Regions from separate parts of the Cricetulus griseus genome. Here region 1 is linked to region 2. Evidence: chromatin contacts called from public Hi-C data. All regions are on one chromosome and are shown on one strand. Each heading gives the region's core, a stretch centred on a gene start, on an enhancer-like site or on the middle of the called end of the contact. The rest is flanking DNA. Distances are from core to core; before and after follow the strand shown.

Region 1 (5,388 bases), core at 2,252-4,751, 130 kb before region 2:
ATGTGTTTGTGTGTGTCTATGTGTGTGTGCCTGTGTGGTATGTGTGTGAGTGTGTCTATGTGTGTGTGCCTATGTGGTATGTGTGTGTGTCTATGTGTGTGTGCCTGTGTGGTATGTGTGTGTGGTGTGTGTGTGGTGTGTGTGTGTGTGGTATGTGTGTGCATGTCTATGTGTGTGTGCCTGTGTGGTGTGTGTGGTGTGTATGTGTGTCTATGTGTGTGTGCCTGTGTGGTGGGGTCCCTGTTTAGAGGCACAGCAGAGTGACTGAGTAAACAGAATCTGGGTGTGGTTGATTTCCCTGAGATTAACAGAGGTTTTTCCACCTGCTTTCGGGATCACTTTACCCTCCCACCCTGAATGTCTCCAAGAAGAGTAAATGTAAGTGAAATTATAAGGAGGACAAAAGCAAATCATATCTGTCAGTCACAGCCAAACACAGTGCCCGGCACACAGTAGGCTTTGGAGACCCAGTGTGGCCTGTGGGTGTGATATTCCTCTTCTTGGGGTCTTGAGAATGGCATTGCAGGCCCTCAGAATCTTCTGGGGAAGGCAGTGTGATGGCTGGGATGAGACCACAAACGACAAGATGTTGGTGTGATTTGGTACAGAGAGTAAATGGAAGTTATTCTTTACAACGAGTGTTCTCAAAATGTCCTCAGACAGTCCTCCTGGCCAGCTGAGCGGACCCTGGCAATAATGTCTGCACAGCCTCCTACAGGTGGTGCTGCTAAAGTTTGTGGACGGTGCCTTAGAATAAAATCAGGATTAATTTCATTTCAAGTATGTTGAGATGTACAGGTAGCTACTGAGGAAGATATGTGCGCTTGGACCAGAAAGAGGGAAGAAGGTCCACTGATGCGGAGATTCAGTTCTCTTTCCAGAGAGGGCAAGGGGTCCATGTTGGTCTTTTGTCTTGTGGTGAAGCCAAGTGGCCAGTGTGTGGACCAGAGAGGCTGATGAAGGGGACATGGCCTCAATTTCAGTCTTCCCACTGGGGGAATGAAAAAGCCAAAGGTCAGGAAGGGTTTTTGGTCCCAGAAGCTCCAGCGTTTCCTCCCTGCTAATGGCAGCATCCCCCTTGTACAGCCACTTTTGCTCTTGTTATTAACTCCAGTGATGTCAGCAGTAAACCAAATGGCAAAGCACTTCCCACCCAATTTAGCAAAATACCCCCATCTAGTGGCAACTAAGCCATCGGAGCATATGTGATCCTTGCTTCTATTAGCTTGTACAGTCAGCCCCTGATGGGTTGGGGACCAGCATCAGGATGCTCCTTAGGGGAGGTGACACTGTCATCAGGAAAGGGCAGACTCTAACACTCCAGGACACACTCACCTCCTCCTCTTGCTTCTGCCACTTCCCTGGTCTCCAAAGCCATCACATCCCCGTTGCGCTCTCTGAGAACTTGAAGTCTTTTAGGCAGGTTCTTTTCTGTTGTTTTCTCTTTTCTCAACTTCATTATCTCAAAACACTCTCGGCAGACGGTTTTTCTACTCAGATTTTCACTTTCACCAGATCAGATCTGAATGCTTAGTTCTTTCTTACTGTCTTTTCTCCCTTTCTAGGAAACAGCTTTCTCTCTTTTCCTTGCCCCATTGAGCTATTCCCATATTTCTTGGGAGGGGACATTTCATCTTGAGCAAGTGGGACTATTGACAGTCCCAAGCAGGTCTAAATCAGCTGGGGACTGGGTAGCATATTCGCTGGTCAGTGAGGCCAGCCTCCTCTATCAACAGCACAGACAGGAATATCTGGAACCACTTACCATTGCTGCTAAAATATAAAGCTTTGGGAGTCCCCCCATCCCAGCTTATCTCCAGTGGCTTTAGCCACTGGTGATGTGTTTTCCAACTTTATTCCTAGATTCTGTAAAAACATTGATAACAGAAACTGTTTATTGAAGGTATGTTCTATCTGCATCATTGGTTCTCAACTTTGGCCCAGTTGGCATCAGAAGCCCTAAAAAGCTGTTCAGAGCAAGGTAGCTGGGCTCACCCAGAGTTCCTGACTTGGTAACCTTGGAGTAGAGCCCAAAGGTTTCCACTTTAACCAGTCCCAGGTCATACTGGTGCTGCTATCCCAGAAGCTACACATTGGCAGCCACTGCCCCCTATATTCCTCGGGAGCTCAAGGAATGGTGTCACTTCATCCTCACAACAGTCTTGCAAATGAGAAGTCATCACCCCATTTTACACACGGAGAAACAAAGGGCATGTACATTTGCAACTCAATTGCGGTCATAGATAGCAAGAGAGCAAAGCCAAGATTTGAGGCTGAAGCCCTAGTAGGTACTGTCAGTCATCCTGCAGTGTTGCCAGGTCTCAGACTGAGTGAGGAACTCATGAGCCTTCTTTACCAGCATGTCACAGTTTGCTAGGCCAGCCTTAGCCCAAACCTAAGGAGGAGAGCCCTCTGTGCCTTCCCCTCTGCAGGAGGTCTTGGCTTCCACAGCCAGATGCTCTGCTCTTTGCCTGTACATAGCTCCTGTTTTTTATGTTGACCTGCTCCCCTTGGGAGGGACATGGGACTCCTGTCTTCTGTAGGATTGTTCTGTCCTGGGAGTGGGGATATGGACGGGAAAACTAAGACAGAATGATGCTTGCATGGCATACAGTCCTCGACACACCTGCCAAGCTCCACTCTTCCTCTGCCTCTCTCCTGGGGTCGTTCCCTATAGAATGCTGGGTTTGACTGGAGCTAGGCCCTCGGAAGAGACTGGGGTGGGGCAATGGGATGCCTCTCCTTCCCCGTGGTCGAGTCTCTGGAATGACTAAGCGCTATATAGGACACTGCATCACTGTTACCCATTTGCTTCCACCCGGTGTAAAAGATGCCCTGGAATAAATTTCTCCGGTACTTAGAGAATCCTGGCTGCTTTCTCTTTCTTTCACTGGGTCCTGACCAATATAGCCCCTAGCCACCATTTTCCCAACAGGTAGTCACTTCTGTATTCTAACTTTTACCCACTTTGTGGTTAGGATGTCTGTGCACTTGTAGTGTCTCCAACAGCCAGGACCTTCTCAAGGGTCATCAGCATCTAATTCAACGTCAAGTCTTCCGTGCCCACTCTAGCAGCTTGTAACATGCCCAGTGTTTGGTGGACGAATGAGTGTTAATCTGAGTGACAGAGGAAAGTTAGAGCTTGCAACTTTCAATGTTTATGCAATAGCTGAGAGTCACCACGGGGCAAAGCTGATTACCCCTCACCTCACACCCCAGTGTGAAACAGTGGTAATAAATACTGAGTTTGTAATCCCGTATACAGACTTATCATCTCTTAGCTGTTGCATTCTGAGTCATCCCACAACTCAGTGGTTCAAAATAATTTATTATTTCTCATGATTCCATGGGTTACAGCTAGAGTAGGTTTCAGATGGTTTTGAATAAGCTCATGACTGCCACTTGGGGAGCACTTGGCTGACGTCATCGAATGTATGCAGTCCCTGAGGCAGCTGAAGGAGCCACTTTTTCTCTCACCGAGTATTCTCAGAGGCTAGCCTGGGCTTGTTCCCAAGGTAGTGGCAGTGTCCCAAGCAGAGAGGTGACTCAGAGCCTTGGGGTTCACACAGCTTCACTTCCTGTGTTGTCTTTTTCAAAACCTGATTGGGGTGGCAGGTCCAGATTAATCCAGGGATGCAGAGTCCCCTCTTTACGGGAAGAGCTTCAAAGAATTTATAGTTCCATTTAGTCTGCCATCCTTCTCATGACAAGCATTCTCCCATGCAACATTCAGCACAGGCGTGTCTAAGTACACACCTGGCATAGGTTTAAAAGGCGACTCGACTCTCAGCCCTCAAATGGAGAGCCATCTCCTCTTTATTTAATTTTTGGTTTGACCACCAGATGGTGACATTGTTCAGTATACTTGGGGTTCAAGGAATGCACCAACTTCCACCCTAAAATGCCCTGGAAACCATGGAAGCCCTAAGTCCTGTGCCCTGGCTACTGCCTTGTATCAGAAAGGAAGAGGTTTGTTGCTGCCTTCTCCCAGTCACACAGCCTCTCCCCTCCCTCCCACGGATTCTCCCATTAGCCATCTGGTCTTCGTGAAGCCAGTGAGGATGATTCCTTTTGGCCTTCCTAAGTTAGTGATGCTGGTGTCCAGCCTTCTTCCTGGAGCCACTGCTGCAGGCAGTGCTTGCTGGTTTTCCTCCCAATCCTTTGCGAGTTGGTTTTGTTTATCTTGTACCCTAAACCCCTGAGTCAGAAGTATGGGGCGTTTGTACTCTCAAACCCTGAGTGTCCAGCTTCCCCCAGAAGTCTCCTGTGCCTAGTGGACCTGGGCTGGAGAGGCTGTTGCCCGAATGTCACACTCGAGCTCACACTTCCAGCTTGGGAATCAAATGTGTCTCAAAAGTTTTTGACTTGGTGAGCAAGTGTTAGGCCTAGGGGTAATAGGGAAGTTTGTGGTGCGAAACAACTATTTATTTTCTTTCATTGTTGTAAATAACCTTTAATAAACAAACCCGAGATTTTTACTTTTTCTTCTAACTGTTAAAACCATTCGTTCCCACCTATATTTACAATAACATTTGGAAAAGGGGATAAATGTTGTTCCAGGTCCAAGAACAACATTCTGATGCCGTTTCTAAACTCCGAGGGAGGGAGGGAGGGAGAGAGAGAGAGAGAGAGAGAGAGAGAGAGAGAGAGAGAGAGAGAGAACACCATGATTTTTGATGTAAATATCCCACTGGTGTGGAAACAAAGAAAGATCCATTGTAATAAAGCAAGAAGTATTGGCTCACTCATGACCTATACATTGAAATTACAGCTATTGATTTCATTACACGGGTCTTAATAACTCTATACTGTGCTTATAGCCTCTGTGAGTCTTAAAAACAACAGTGTGTGCACAAAGTAATGATACCTGATTAAGGTTTGAAGTTTAGTTCATTGTATTGCATCAATGACAATTTCCTGGTTTTACTAATCTGACTATAGAAATTCCTTCTCACCTATAGAGTTTGCATCTTAAGCCCCATGGATGCCTGGAACCATGGGTAATTCTGAGCTCTCATCTGTATGTTTTCCTATACATATATACATACATACATGTATACATACCTATGATAAAATTTAACTTAAACCACAAGAGATCAATAATAAGTAGGAATAAAGTGGAACAATTATAAAACAAACTCCTGAAACTCCAGCCTCATCATCCTTGTGTTTTGGTGACATTATTAAGTAAAATAAGTATATTGTGGTAGCTCAGCAGTTGAACTGATAGTCAAGACTGCTGGGGGCAGGGAGTATGCACAGAGTGGGTATGTGTATAAGGGGATGGTTTGCATTCTGGAGAAGGCAGAGTGGGCTATCCGGGACTTTCATCACATCAGAGTCACACAATTCAAAACTTTAAAGCACAAAGCATCACTCCTGATGCTT
Region 2 (5,310 bases), core at 2,443-4,942:
ACCCGTAGCATGCCAAGCCTAACACCAACCCTTTCTCTCTTCTTTGCTTGTTTAGGGAATGGCTTCATACTGTTGCCCAGGCTGGACTTGGACTCATGGTAGTCCTCTTGCCTCTCTCTGGCTAAATGTTGGAGTTGCATGTATGGCTACCATACCTGGCTTCTGCCATCAACTCTTGCCTTTGGGATGGAGGGGAGTTATATTATCAAAGCCTTGCATCTAGAGACAGCCCCTAGATAGAGTGTGACAATTTTTACCTACACCTCACTGAATCTTTTTAGACATTAGAGGAAAATTCTGTCATCTCTTGTTTTTCATTCCCAGGACTCCTGTGGTGTTACCTAAGTTCATTGCATAGTGTCTCAAAGTGTGAGAACTTGAATGAATTGAGACCTCCTGGTGTCAATAATTCCTTCTTTTACAGTGCAGAACATTGGAGCATTATATTGATCTGGGGGAAGAGAAGTTGAAATGCCCAGAGCAATGCAGTTAGGAACAAAGTCAATAACTTAAAAGCAAAACTTAGAAACTCTATTACCCTTCTTCTCACAAACCCCAACATGCCCCACCCATCTTCTCTGTGCATCTTAACAGTGCTGAAACCCGAGGGAAACTGGGATACATATGCCTATCTGATCACACAGCAGAGTCTACTGTCACTTCTGAGCAGGTGGCTTGTCCTAGGTTATTGTTGGTCTTTTCTTTCCTGGAATGAATTGTTATGAAAGGAAATGGAAGTTACAGTTCTATCATTCTGGAATGAATGAGTGAAGAGGAAGGGAACCTCATATCTGACAGCAAAACTAATGTTGAGCCAATAGGCAAAGGGCTTTAAGTAACAAAAAGTCTACGAGAGTTTACAATGTGAGATGAAAATACAAATGGTGGCCAGGAATCCCAGGGACTCCTAGGCTTCAGGTGCCAGCTGTCCTGAGAGAGAAAAATGCCTTTTTCCAAGAATAGAAGGGTTAGTTAGGTGCTTTTCACAGAATAGGCAGCCAATAAATACTTGTAGATTGGCTTGCTAGGCAAGAATTCTTGGCACTTGGTTATTTTTCCATTTCTAATTTATTCTCTAATTTTGATTCTTTTAAAGCCCTTGGCTACAGAGGCACAGGTGAGCAGGGAGCAGCTGGGATAGAAGCAACGTTGGTTCCAGGGCCTATCATCTATATTCCCAAGATTTTTTTTTTTTTTGCAACATATTCTGGGATATCCTAAAGCATAAGAGTTCTGTGTTCAGATAAATAATTGTTAAGTTTCTTGGGCTGCCCACCAAAGATGCTAAGAGTCAGTAGTAAAGGAAAGTTTAACCTTTTCATGACTCATTCTTTCCAAGACGTGGCTATGAAACGGTTTCTCCCTCACTGTTTTTTTTTTTTTTTTTCAGGATACTTAATAAAATATTGCAAAATCCACATGCTTCTGAAAATACCTTCTGAATTTTACTGGTGAAGAAGCAGAAGGCTTGAGAAGGAAGTGGGGTTGTTATTGATAGCAGGGACCTGGGACTATAACGCCGTTCCTATCTTGCCCAAGCTGGTCAGCCACACACTAAGGTGGGTTTTGGGATTTCAGATTTTGGAGTGAGGCTTGAGATGGGGAGCAAAAAGGATGTGAGTATTTTTTGCTCTATTAGGCCCCATTTGCCAGAGCAGATTTGATAACACAAATATTTTATTCTCTGTTAGATCCTCTGCTAGGGCACATTTGCTAACAGACACTGTTTCAGAGGCCCAAGGTGCTCTTTAAAAATGGGGATTATATTATACTCTTATTTCAGAGGTTTTGGGATATTTGCCCTATAGAGCCTGGCTATACCGTGTGCTAAACAAGGGAGTAAAGGGGAGAAATTAGCAGTAGTCTGTAGCTGGTGGCAGGTTGGGAGCAAGAAAGGGTCAAGAACTAAGGTCAAGAGAGGGATGGGTAAGAAAGAAGCCAACACACACCGATTAGGGGAGAGAAAGGAGACAGCTGCAGATAGTTTAAAAAGCCACAAAATTGAGTGGCTAGGAAGCTCTGATTATAAATAATGACCATGACTCATGAGGCTAATTCAGATGCTGGCCATGTGAGGAAGTCCTTGACCAAGAGCTGATGATCACTACCAAGGACTGGGATTCTCTGTGAACTCATATAAGGAGCATTTATTGCATGGGTTAATAAATCTACAAAACGGCTTCATAAGCACACAATACAAAGGTGAGCCAGAGATAGATCTGGTGTCCAACAAGGCCATGTTCTTAGGGAGACAAGTCAGGACCAGGACTTGGATAAAATAATGCCAGGTAGAACTCAATCAGTGCCTCCAGAGGTACAACAGGCCAACACTCAGAGAAATCAGGTTTCAGAAAATGGATCATATTGGCACGAGGCTTGATAAAGACTGAGGGAGGCCAAGAGACATGAGTAGGATGTACCAGGCATTTCAAGATGACATGATACAAAGACCTGACAGGACCCAAGGGAGGATGTGGATCAGAGAGCTGTCCAAGTGGGTTCCAGAGAACTGTCCAAGGGGTATCCATGGACTCGGAAGGGTGTGGAGACATGGCCTCAGAGCCTGTAAGTCATGCTGTGGGTTGTAAGATGTCTGAGAAGGCGGCACCTCAGAGAGGCATTGGGGTGCTTGCGATGGAGCGTGTGTGTGTGTGTGTGTGTGTGTGTGTGTGTGTGTGTGTGTGTGTGTGTGTGTCTGTGTGTCTGTGTGTCTGTGTGGTAGCATTAGGTAACACTGTGTGTGTCTGTGTGTGTGTGTGTGTGTGTCTGTGTGTCTGTCTGTCTGTGTGATAGCATTAGGTAACACTGTCCAGGCAGGAGACTGGACATTGGGCCTAAGTTAGGGGATGGGGGTCACTACTGAGCGGGGAGGCAGTTCAGTTCCGAAAAGACCAAGGCATCTTTCTGGTATTGCCATTCAGACTATAGGTAAACATGGGCAGAGAACGCAGGTCAGTGCTTTATCAGGGGCACAGGATACTGCACACCATCTCTGGAGATGATGCCCCAGACAACACGAGGGCTAGAAGAGCCAGAGATGACAGCCCGAGGGAAAAGTCACACAAGACAGCTCTAGAAGGCTGTTTCAATACGGCAAACTGTAGCCATGGTTGAGAAACCCAGCCTTGAAATCCAGAATGCAAGGACCACAGTGGCCTGGCCGCTGAGCAAAAGGGACTTCAACTTTCGAATCTCTCTGATCTGGCAAACGGGAACGACTTTTTTTTTTTTTTTTTAATCTCTAATTTAGAGTGCTCGGGCCTGTACTGCGAGAAACTTCCGAGCACGTGGACACGCGGGCTGGAGCCACGCGTGAGAGCCAGGGCCGGGGGCAGAAGCAGAGGTCGGCTTTCCTGCACGCCCAGAAACGGAGGGGAACCCACAGCTCTTGGGTGGGCTGAGCCTGCCGACGCCCCGTGGAGAGCACAGGCGAGCCGGGTGCCCGAGCCGCATCCCAGCCCCCACTCCGGCTCGCTCTCCCCAGCGGCCCCGCCCCCGACTGCCCGCTGAGCGGCTCCGGAGCCCGGTGCGCATGCGCCGGCCGTCGGCGCTCCACCCCCCACCCCCTGCGCCCCGCCCCAACTTTCCACGTTTCACTTCCCTCCGTCTCCGCCTCCGCTGCAGCCCCGCCGCCACGATTGGCTGCCGGGCCTCCCCCTCTCGGCCAATCGCCGCCACGCCGTCGCCCCCGTGTTACTGGGTAGAACAAAACAAAAACAAACAGAGCGAGCGGGGCCAGAGGCGCTCCGAGGCGGCTGCGGCGGAGGCTGAGCAGCGGGGTCGGGGCCAGGTGGACCGGGGACCCGGGCGAGCGGCGGCGTCGGCGGTGAGCGGCGGCCGGACGGGGTCAGTACGGTGGGCGCGGCTCGCACGCTCGGGCTGCCGCGTCCTCCTCCCTCCGGGCCGCCCGGGGTCCGCGGAGGCGGCCGCACGTTGGGAGGGGGAGGGGGCGTGGAGGCCTGGACGCGCGCGGCGGGCGGTGGGGCGAGCGGCGGCGGGCGGCGGGCAAGCGGCCGGGGCGGCGGGCCCGGGTCTGCAGCCGCCTCGAAGCCCTCGGGCCCGGCCGCGCTCGCCCAACGCCAGCGGCTGCGGGGAGCCGCCGGGGCTCGGTCTCCGGGGCCGGGCCGGGCCGGGGCGCTGCAGCGCGCGGGCCCGCCCCCTCCTCCGCCGTCGCCCCTGCCCTACCCCGGCGGCTGGGCGCGCGGGCGCTCGCGGCCCCGAGGCGAGGAGCCCTCGGGTGCCCGTCCCGATGCAGTTGGACGTGGGGGCCGGGCCGGGGCGGTAGGGGAGGCGAGTGGGCCACACGGAGGTCGGGGGAGGGCGGGAGGAGTCGTGCGGGAACGCCGCTGCCACTGCGGGCTCCGCCGGGCCCGGCGCCAGCTCCCCCTGGCCGTCCCTGCTGCACTGGGCCCCCGAAAGGCAAAATAACCACAAGACAAGCTAGAGAAAACAAAGCCGAGAAGGGAGCCCCCTTTCTGCGAACGCGTGCTGCGCCTGCTGCCTGGGTCTGTGCGGGGCTGCGGTGTGCACAGAGGGGGCCCCGCTCCCCAGATGCCCGAGCCTGCAGGCCGAGGACTCCCCACGTCTCCCCCGCGCCCTCCGGGGCGCTGGCTCGGTAGCCAGCCGCTGTAGCCTCCTGTGGGCTGTCGTCCAAACGCAGCTACTGGTCGGGGTGAGTGGCGGGCGTGAGGCCTGTCTGCAGGATGCTGCGTGGAAAACATTCTGGGTAGCTTCACAGTGCTGGCATTCCCCGCGGTTTAAGAATTGGAGGCTTTGCGAAAGCCCGCAGTCCTTTTTAAAAGGCATGTCTGGGCATATATTCATATATGCCTGTATTGGCATTTATAGCCATAATATGCTTGCCCCCCCCCCTCTCTCTCTCTCTCTCTCATACACACACACACACACACATAGTGGCGTCTTCGAATTATAATTTGGTTAGTTTGTCTATTGTGGTAATGTTAAGGGAATAATACTTGTTAGGACTGCAAAAATAAATGTACATGGTTATTTTCTATAGCGATTGCTTTTGCCTTGCTGCGGTAGAGCGCTTTTAGCTGCTTGTAAGTTGCTAAGAGGGTGATTGTGTCCCAGGGAAGAATGAAAGTAATTGTCTAGTTAACATATGCTCTAACCCTGACTTGCAGAAATGCCAGAGTAATTTATGGGGTATTTAGGAAATCCACTGGAGGACAGTTAATTTCAACCTTACATTTTCTAACTGTACGCATGCTCATTGGGAACGATTTTGTATGGCGTGGTGTGGGGCGAATAGAGTTTAGATTTATTTTGTTTATTTATTTTTGCTTT

What was found. Hi-C and Micro-C count contacts between places; a contact is called where the count stands out from the background.
Region 1: a Hi-C map of the CHO-K1 cell line shows a contact between it and region 2, with 5 times the contacts expected there. The contact joins the enhancer-like site here to the promoter of Pdcd4 in region 2. A contact is called at or near these places in 2 of 8 Hi-C or Micro-C datasets (the CHO-K1 cell line and fibroblasts).

What each region holds. Positions count from the first base shown.
Region 1 is chr3:7,786,839-7,792,226 of CriGri-PICRH-1.0, reverse strand. The region is part of intron 1 of Rbm20 (RNA-binding protein 20); the gene reads left to right. Among named protein-coding and RNA genes, the nearest start is that of Rbm20, 99 kb to the left of the region's middle. Within about 2 kb of position 3,501, at least 1 of the 6 cell types and tissues checked has open chromatin away from gene starts, as enhancers often do. A contact at or near this core is called in the CHO-K1 cell line, where this site is marked.
Region 2 is chr3:7,659,111-7,664,420 of CriGri-PICRH-1.0, reverse strand. It overlaps Pdcd4 (programmed cell death protein 4), which reads left to right and starts at 3,692. Exons shown (of 12, transcript XM_027407016.2): 1 at 3,692-3,826.